Regions from separate parts of the Mus musculus genome. Here region 1 is linked to region 2. The links are chromatin contacts, called in public promoter capture Hi-C maps. All regions are on one chromosome and are shown on one strand. Each heading gives the region's core, a stretch centred on a gene start, on an enhancer-like site or on the middle of the called end of the contact. The rest is flanking DNA. Distances are from core to core; before and after follow the strand shown. Region 1 has its middle 11 kb from the start of Gm38855. Region 2 overlaps Hmces (5-hydroxymethylcytosine (hmC) binding, ES cell specific).

Region 1 (4,266 bases), core at 409-2,908, 130 kb before region 2:
ACATTTCTTCTTCCTCACTAACTGAGGTCACCATGGAGCTGCCTGGGACCCATGTCCCTTTTATGCTCAGTCTTCCTTATCCTGTGGTTTTCATCTTCAAAGTGTCCCCTTAAGACCAAAGATGGCTATGACACTTCCCCATCACTGCCCAGTTTCAGATAGGATGAAGGGGGACATGAAGCCACCAACTGTACTTTCCAGTTTAGTCAGGCTTCCTTTGTGAACATGTCAGGGAAGCACACCCTGCAGCTTGTGCTCCACCTCCTTGCCCACATTGTCACCTGGTCACTTGCTTCCAGCAGGGAACACCGACAGATGTAGTTGGTTTTTTTTATTATTATTATTGTTATTGTTATTATTATTATTATTATTATTATTATTATTATTATTATTATTTTACATGTGTATGTGTGTGTTACTGGTGTGTATGCCTGTGCACAGCATCAGTGCTGCTGCCCACAGAGGAATGAAGAGGCCATCAGAACTGGAGTTACAGATAGTAGTGAGCTGCCTTGTGTGTGCTGGGAGTTGTGGTCCAGTCCTCTGGAAGAGCAGGCAGTGCTGTTAACCAATCAGCATCTCTGCAGCCCCCAGATGCAGTTCTTTTGTTAAGACTTTGTAGCCTTTATTACCAGTGTGTGCCACCTTCCTCAGCTTTAACGACCTTTTTAACTTTAGGACTCCTCAAGGCTGAAAATGCTGGTGTGGTGGCACAGCTCTGGAGCTTCAACATTCTGAAAGCTGAGGCAGAGGGTTTCCTAGGCTACATAGTGAACTCTGGTCTGCTTTGGATTATGTAGAGTGAACCCCTGTGTCAAAACAAATCAATAAGTGGGTGAATGAGTAAAGAAATATAATTGCAGCGTTTGTTGGGAATCTCCTGGGGAACGGTAAAGCTACAGCCATGCTACACACATTTCAGAGACAGATTGAGCCTGAGAACTACCCTCCCCTTACATTTCTTTTTTTAATTTTTAAGATATATTTTATCTGGAGCTACAGAGAGAGAGAGAGAGAAAGAGAGAGAGAGAGAGAGAGAGAGAGAGAGAGAGAGAGAGAGAGAGAGAGAGAGAGAGAGCACTCAGTGGTTAAGAGGACTTGCTGCTCTTGCAGAAGACCCAGGTTTGGTTGTCAGCATCCACATGGTGGCTCACAACTGTCTGTAACTCCAGTCCCTGGGGATCCAATGGCCTCTTCTAACCTCCACTGGCACCATGCACACGTGGTACACAGACATATGTGCAGACAAAAACACCTATACATATAAAAAGAAATAGATAAAAAATGTAAATGTCAAATAAATTCTGGTTGCCCTTATATTCCATTCTAGTCAATGGAGAGAGAAGAGAGAGAAAAAGGGTGTATACAACGTCCTTTCTTAGTACTGGAGTCAAATCCAGAGGTATGATCATGTCAAATAAGTGCTCAGCCATCTATCCACACCCAACACATTTTTCCCCTCTAATTTACTTGTAAAAACAGTACAGAACACCAGCCATCTTCAAATGGTGGGGGAGATGGAGTCATGGCAGTCTGTCTTAGTCCACTGGTAATAGAGGCTTTAACTGTGTAGCCATCACAGGGGCCTGGGCACCTTCAGGAGTCTGAGCTGGAGTTAGAGCAAGAACAGGAACTGAAGCCTGGCCTTAGGCCAGAGCTCCCGCTTCCGTTTTGGTTTGGGCTTTGTTCTTTGGTTGGCAAAGCCACAAATCAGCTTCCTGAGCTTGGTGAGAGTCTGGAAAGCATGTCGGTAGAGCTTGCAGTTGAGACTCTTTGGAATCCCGGGCTTAGCCTCCTTAAGGCTTCACAGAGGCCTCAAAGCCTTAGCTGTGCAGTCACTGGCCTCTGGGAGTTTGAGGTGGCTTCCACAGGCTTCTGGGCTTCTTGGCAAAGTGCATTTCCTCAGAAACGTGAAGTCAATGTCCTTCAGAGATTCCTGTTGTTCTCACCTGGGTTTCTTGATGCCGCTTCTGTGCTACTGGGCGGGGGGTGGGGGTGGGGGTGGGGTGCTCATAGGGCTTGACCTCATGAAAGAACCTGAGGTCAAGAAAGTATTTGAGAGATAGACAATAGTGATAAATTAATGTTCTGTTGTTGTTGTTGTTGTTACTTATTCATTTTACATCTTGCTCACTGCCCCACTCCTGATCAAATCTATGTTCTTAAAAAATACATCTCTCCAGCCGGACGTGGTGGCACACACCTTTAATCCCAGCACGAGGAAGGCAGAGGCAGGCAGATTTCTGAGTTCGAGGCCAGTCTGGTCTACAAAGTGAGTTTCAGGACAACCAGGGCTACACAGAGAAACCCTGTCTCAAAAAACAAAGAACAAAAAACAAAATAAAAAATAAAGATTGTGACTACAGTTGCTTGATTAGCCAGAACCACATACAAACTGTGGTTATGAGGGCCAGGGGAATGGCTCTGTTGGCGAAGCATCTGCCATGAAAGCACACAAACCTGTTCGAGTGTGCTTTTCCTGTAAACACTATGACCAAAAGCACCTTACAGAAAGGGTTAGTTTCACTTTACATTTCTACATCACAATCCATCACTGAGGGAAGTCAGGGCAGGAACTCAAGGAGGGAACCTGGAGCAGAAGCCACAGAGGAAGGTGGCTTATGGCTTGTTCTCTGCCTCCTACTCAGTTAGTTTTCTCATACAGCTCAGGCTGCCTGCCTAGGGGTGGTGCTTCCCACAGGAGGCTGGGCCTCCCCCATCAATCATCAGTTATGACGATCTCTCAAAGACACCATCACAGGGCAATGCTTCTCTTGAAGTTCCCTTTCCACAGGTGATTACAGGTTGTGACTTTTGGTATCAAGTTGACACTAAAAGCTAACTGGACAGGACCTGAGTTTGAAATCCTAGCATGCATGTAAAAGCAAGATATGGCAGGTAACCTCTATAACTTTAACTCCTAGAGGAAATAGGAGGGTCAAATGTAACAGGCCCCAGCCAGACCTTAGCACAACTGACTCCATGATGGAAATACCATTAGGGTCATAAAATTCAGCACGTAGACAGTACCACTTGCCAAAATGAAAATAAATACCTAATCCATCAAAGTCCATAGTTCTGGGAAAGTCCCTAAATGTGCTAACCTTGCTTTTGGCTTCTGTAGTTTTGCTTCTGTCTAACTGTTCTTGTTAACTGAAGTTCTTGTATATATATAGTGATTAAAGGCTCATGACTACATTGGAGATCCTGAACACTTGTCACCAGCTGACTAATAAAGACTTTCTATTGACTTAAACCCATGTTTGAGTAGTATTCTTTGGTGGCGACCTCACAACACAGAGACAGGCAGATTCCCAGAGCTTGAAAACCTGAGTCCAATCCCCATAGTCCCCACGGTGGAAAGAAAGAATGGATTCCATAAGCTACCTTTGACCTCCATACATGTGCCATGGTATGTGCCTGCCTTCTCTCACACAAATGAGATGTTAGAGAAGATGCCCAGTGTTGAATTCTGTCCTCTATCACACATGTATGTTCACCAGCAAAAATTGTGCACACACATCCACCACACACACACACACACACACACACACACATTGACAGCTTTAGTGTTAATGTGTGTTTACCTTGTGTGAGACCTAATGTTTGATACACATGTATGTTAACCAGCAAAAATTGTGCACACACATCCACCACACACACACACACACACACACACACATACACACACACACACACACATTGACAGCTTTAGTGTTAATGTGTGTTTACCTTGTGTGAGACCCAATGTTTGATACACAACACCACCAAGATTAATTGAAGGTGCATTATAATGTAAATGACCAAGATTTTATCTTCTTCCTTTGCACATTTTCTCATCTTTCTGTAAAATGAACAATTTATTCAGAATAGAGGTCTGATTTACAATTCTGGAGGCTGGGAAGTCCAGGAGCTTGGTGCATATATGGTAAACACCTTCATGCTATGTGATCCGTAGCAGAAGGCAAAAGGACAAGAAAGGTCCCAACCTACTTTGGTAGCCAGAAAATTCACTCTCAGTAACTACCTTACTCTGCAGCACTCATCAGTCCATTTTTGGGCAGAGCCCCTGGACCTTTACCTCTTTAGCCCCCATATAAAATCCTGTTGCACCGAAGGTTGAATCTCCAATCCTAGAACTTTGGGATCACGTTCAAACTCTAGCATTTTCCTAGAGTATTTGTTCTCCTGAGACGGTACGGTGAGCTAACAGAGATAAGCACAAGTTGTAGATCCTAAGAAGAACAAAATAGCAGGATTGTGGGG
Region 2 (4,674 bases), core at 1,406-3,905:
AAAACCAAAACCTCATTGAAACGAGATTATTCCCTAAACCAGAGGCCATAGCAGAAGCACAGGGTGTCAGGACCCTGGCTACTAGGGTCACTAGCTCTGAGCTGGCTCCATTGAAAAGCCCTAGAGGGAAGACAGCCTGGGAAGGACAGGGTGGTGGGCCTGCAGGCACCTGGCTCTGTCTCCAAGGATCCGCCCGCACTGGGTGGACGCTTTGGCTTTGGCACACTCACAGAACACAGGATCGGTGTAGGATTGGTGGAAACCCGACCCCTAATTTGCATAAACCGAGGCCAGTGCGCATCCCAGGATCCCTCCCACTCAGCTGCAGCTGCCTCTGCAGGAGCAGACCATGCCCTGGTTTCTATGTCCCTATCTACACATGAGCGGTTCTTATGGGAGCCGTGGCCTCCAGCTGCCCTCTCTCTCTCTGCACTAAGGGGTTGTCGAGAGGCCTGGCAGAGACCACAGCCCTTTTGGCAGAGACAGCCCTCGGGAGCGCCTGTACTTCGTACTTACATGGTGTGCTGGAGTGGAGGCACACAGGACCGCACGCAACATTGCACCTGCTCTCGCTTACACAGCAATGACACTAAAATTGGACTAACATGATTAAACGGACGGCGCCTGGTCAACTACTTTGACTTTTTTTTTGTTTTTGAGACAGGGTTTTTCTGTGTAGCCCTGGCTGTCCTGGAACTCACTTTGTAGACCACGCTGGCCTCGAACTCAGAAATCCGCCTGCCTCTGCCTCCCGAGTGCTGGGATTAAAGGCGTGCGCCACCACACCCGGCTTATACTTTGACTTTTTGTTACCAGGACAAACCGTGGATAAAAGTTCTTTACTTGCCAAGGGAAATAACATCCCAAACAACTCATTACGAAGTGATTTGGTGCCAAGGAAAGACAAGGGGGCTCCACAGAGCAAAGAGCTGAGTGGTGGGAGCTACTCCTCTAGCACTCTGGGTCGCATACCCACCTGCCTCCATGCCCCTGTGCCCGCGCAACTTCTGAGGCCTTCTCACCTTAAGGGTCTTGAAGGCCTCTGTACCCAACGATTCTCCAAATCTTCCCCAAATCACTCAGCTACTTCACTTAGGTTGGTTTTAAACTAAACCCAGAAGAATTTTGAAGTATTAAAAGTGTGGCTGCCGACACTAAACTGACTCTTTGAAGGCCCCAGTGGCCCACCCTTTTATGGTAAAACTCATACTTTAAAACAAATACCAGGAAATACTGGGTGAGAGCCAGAACTCTTGCCAGCCAAGGTTTACCAAACGCAGTTTATTTAGGACAAAATACATTTTAAGACCTTAACTCTAAAGGAGAGCCCAGAGACTGAGAAGAGCCTCCTTCGTGGAACACCAGGGAACAGGAAAGCTCCCAGCAGGGAGGCAGAAATAGGAGGGGTAGCAGGGCCCACAGGGCTGTCTCACGGTAGCCATGTTCTTTCAGGTCAGCTGACATTGGGCCACCACATTCCCAAGTAAAAGGTTACAATTCCAGTCAACTGGTGACAACAGTAATGCTGTATCAGGCTGAGGCCTGGTATGGAGCCTAGCTGTTAGGCTTCTTGGCCATGGGCTCATCCTCCTTCTCCTGCTTCAGCCATCGATCCAGGAAGCTGCTGGTAGCACCTCTTTTAGCAGGCAATGGGCTCTTCTGGAGAAACTGGCTGGACCACTGGGGTAGACCTGATGCATCCTTTTTGGGTGAGTCAGGGACTTCCTTTTTGGGTGACTTTGTAGCCAGCCACTGCATCATCCTTTGACTGCTGCCATTTGCCTTGGGCTCCTAGGAGAGAGAAAATTCCCATAGCATGCAGGGTTGAATACCAGTGTGAAGGAAGAAGCATGTCCCACCCCAGCCCCAGTCGATGCTGGTATAGTGTTACGAAGGGTGCAAATAAAGACGGCTGTGAGTGCCCAGGGTAGGGAAGCACTTAAAGATCAGAGCACAGGAGTCAGTGTGGAGCTGGAGAGTCTTCCAAAAATGCAGAGAATGACGCGACTCAGTGGCTAGGGATGGGAGGCTGCCACCACAGTCAGGCTCAATGGTTCCCCTGCTTAGTATGTCTTGACTGTTACTACTCCTTCTGCTGCCTATGTGTCACACCTAGTCCTGAAATGAGAAGTTCTCTGTGAGGTGACATCAAAGAGTATAGACCATGATAGAAATAGATTACCATAGCTGGGCCATAGTGGCGCACTCCTTTAATCCCAGCACTTGGGTGTCAGAGGCAGGTGGATCTCTGAGTTCAAGGCTAGCCTACTCTACAGACTCAGCTTTAGGACAGCCAGAGATACAACAGAGAAGCCCTGTCTTTAAAAAAAACAAAACAAAACGAGTAGCTGTCCAGTCCAAGGTGAATTATGTAATTACATTTAAACCTTATATTTTCATTTATTATGTATGTACACAGTTTGTATATAGAGACCACAGGATAACTTGCAGGATGGATTAAGAGAATCAAATATAGAGCTCACGCTGTCAGACTGACGACAAGTGCCTTACCTGGTGAGCTCTCTTGCTGGCCCCATAATTAAAGTTTTAGAGGAAAAAAATTCAGTGTTGGGATTGCAAAATATTTCAGAGAAATTAGGCAAGAGCAAAGCAGTGAGGGTCACGTGACCACAGTGTGGAAAACAAGAACCTCCAGGGGAAATGTGGGAGGCCAGCTGGTCCTCACAGTCCTTGGATACTGCCCCGGCATTCTAAGAGTCCTGTACCATGGAGTCCCTCCATGCCACAGAGAGATGAGAGCTGTTTCTGTATGTCAGCAGGGCCAGCTCTCTGATGTGGACGTTCCCTTCCCACTGCAGGCATTTGCCCACTTAAGTTCCTTCAAGACAAATCACCTGGATCCTCGCTAACTGCTGAGAAGTTACAGAGCATTGCAAGAAGGCTCTCAGGTAATCTGGGAGAGAAGAGGACTGGAGATCCTCCAACTTGTAGTTGTTAAAATAGTACATCAAAAAATCATGTTTGGGTGGCAGAGACAGCCTGCTCAGTCAGGAAAGCACTGTCTTTGCAAGTGTGAGGACCAGGGTTCAAGCCCTAGCATCTGCATAAATATGCTGGGCATGGTGGCACACACGTGTAAGGCCAGAGCTGAGGAGTCACAGAAGGATCCTTCAGGCTCTCTGGCTAGTTTAGCCTAATTGGTGAGCTCTAGGCTAGTGGATTCAGTGTTTCTGAAGATGGTATCTGAAGTTGTCCTCTGACCTCTAACGTGCACATGAGTGTGCATATACACCTACACTTCCTACACTTGCACATATAGAGATATGAACACACAAAAGAAGAAAAAGAATCATAGCTGGAAACAGATTTAAAACTTTCTCACATTTACTCTATATATTGGATCCTAGACTCATCAGGGAGATTCTTAAGGACATAGAAAGCCAATTTCGTTTGGATACTTATTTTACATATCTGAACAGGTTCCAGCATTTAACTGTCTGAAACTCTTTTTTATTCTCTTAACCCAGGGCCTCTTTTTTTTTTTTTTTTGGTTTTTCGAGACAGGGTTTCTCTGTATAGCCCTGGCTGTCCTGGAACGCACTTTGTAGACCAGGCTGGCCTCGAACTCAAATCCGCCTGCTTCTGCCTCCCTGGTGCCGGGATAAAAGGTGTGCACCACCACGCCCGGCAACCCAGGGCTCTTAACATGATAGACATGTAAGCACCCATTACTGAGTGGCACTGCGGCCCCGGCAATTACTTTGAAAGCGTTTCTGTTAGGGTTAAGTCAGGGTAGAATCTGACTATCACTGTTATGCTCACCTTCCAAAGAGTATGAGAGCTCTTGGGAGCTTAAAGTGAATGAAAATGCTGGCCAGACAAGGTGGTGCACGCCTTTAATCCCAGCACTTAGGTGTGTGTCAGAGGCAGGCAGATCTCTGAGGCCACCTGGCATGTTCTAGTCCAGCCAAAGCAACACAGTGAGACCTTGTCTCAAACAAAACAAAAATCTGACTGCAGGTGTTGGAGAGTTGGCTCAGCAGTGATGCGCTTGCTGTTCTTGCAGAAGACCAGGGTTTATTTACAGGCACTCATATTGGGCAGCTCACAACTGCCTGCCTGCAACTCCAGCTCCAGGTCAGATGACCTTTTCTGGACTTTGCAGCCATTGCACTCATGTGCACAAACCCACACAAAAACACATAAATAAAATACAGTAAATCTTTAAAAAAAATCTTAGGAAAAAAAAAAGGCAGGCATGGTGGCTTGTGCCTTTAATGCCAGCAATAAGGAGGCTATGACAGATGGATCACTGTGAGTCTGAGGCCAGCCTGGTTTACACAGCAAAATTCCAGGGCAGCCAGGGAGACATAATGAGACCCTGTCTAAAATTCAAATGACATGAAATAAACATTAAGGTTCTGATTAGGCAAGGGCATATTCTGAACAACGGTAGTCTTAGAATAGACAAGTCACAGTCCCTACCTTCTTAACCAGCAAGTCAGCAGGCGCCAGACACTCCGGAGTGTTGTTTCGGGAATTGTTCACCACTGGAGAAACTGGATGGAAGGTGATATTGTCTATGGGGTGGATTAGCTTCAGAGCTTCCTGAGTGGCGACCTCACCAAAGTCGAGCCATTTGGAGACTGCTTCTTCTCCATCTAGTATGGCAGGCATCCTGGCCAGGGGTCAGATGGAAGAATAGATGAGGGT

Evidence for each region. Capture Hi-C pulls out chosen DNA fragments and counts their contacts.
Region 1: a contact with region 2 is called in a promoter capture Hi-C map of liver. The contact joins two enhancer-like sites. A contact is called at or near these places in 2 of 115 datasets of contacts at active chromatin or transcription factors (bone marrow-derived macrophages and embryonic stem cells) and 3 of 9 other capture datasets (adipose tissue, liver and pancreatic islet).

Annotation. Positions count from the first base shown.
Region 1 is chr6:88,062,698-88,066,963 of GRCm38.p6, reverse strand. No RefSeq gene overlaps it. Among named protein-coding and RNA genes, the nearest start is that of Gm38855, 11 kb to the right of the region's middle. Within about 2 kb of position 1,658, at least 75 of the 459 cell types and tissues checked have an H3K27ac peak or open chromatin away from gene starts, as enhancers often do. A contact at or near this core is called in adipose tissue, bone marrow-derived macrophages and liver, where this site is marked.
Region 2 is chr6:87,933,207-87,937,880 of GRCm38.p6, reverse strand. Hmces (5-hydroxymethylcytosine (hmC) binding, ES cell specific) reads right to left here. Exons shown (of 7, transcript NM_173737.2): 6 at 4,447-4,639; 7 at 1,267-1,791. The coding sequence ends at 1,555. Among named protein-coding and RNA genes, the nearest start is that of Hmces, 22 kb to the right of the region's middle. Within about 2 kb of position 2,655, at least 11 of the 459 cell types and tissues checked have an H3K27ac peak or open chromatin away from gene starts, as enhancers often do. A contact at or near this core is called in adipose tissue, bone marrow-derived macrophages and liver, where this site is marked.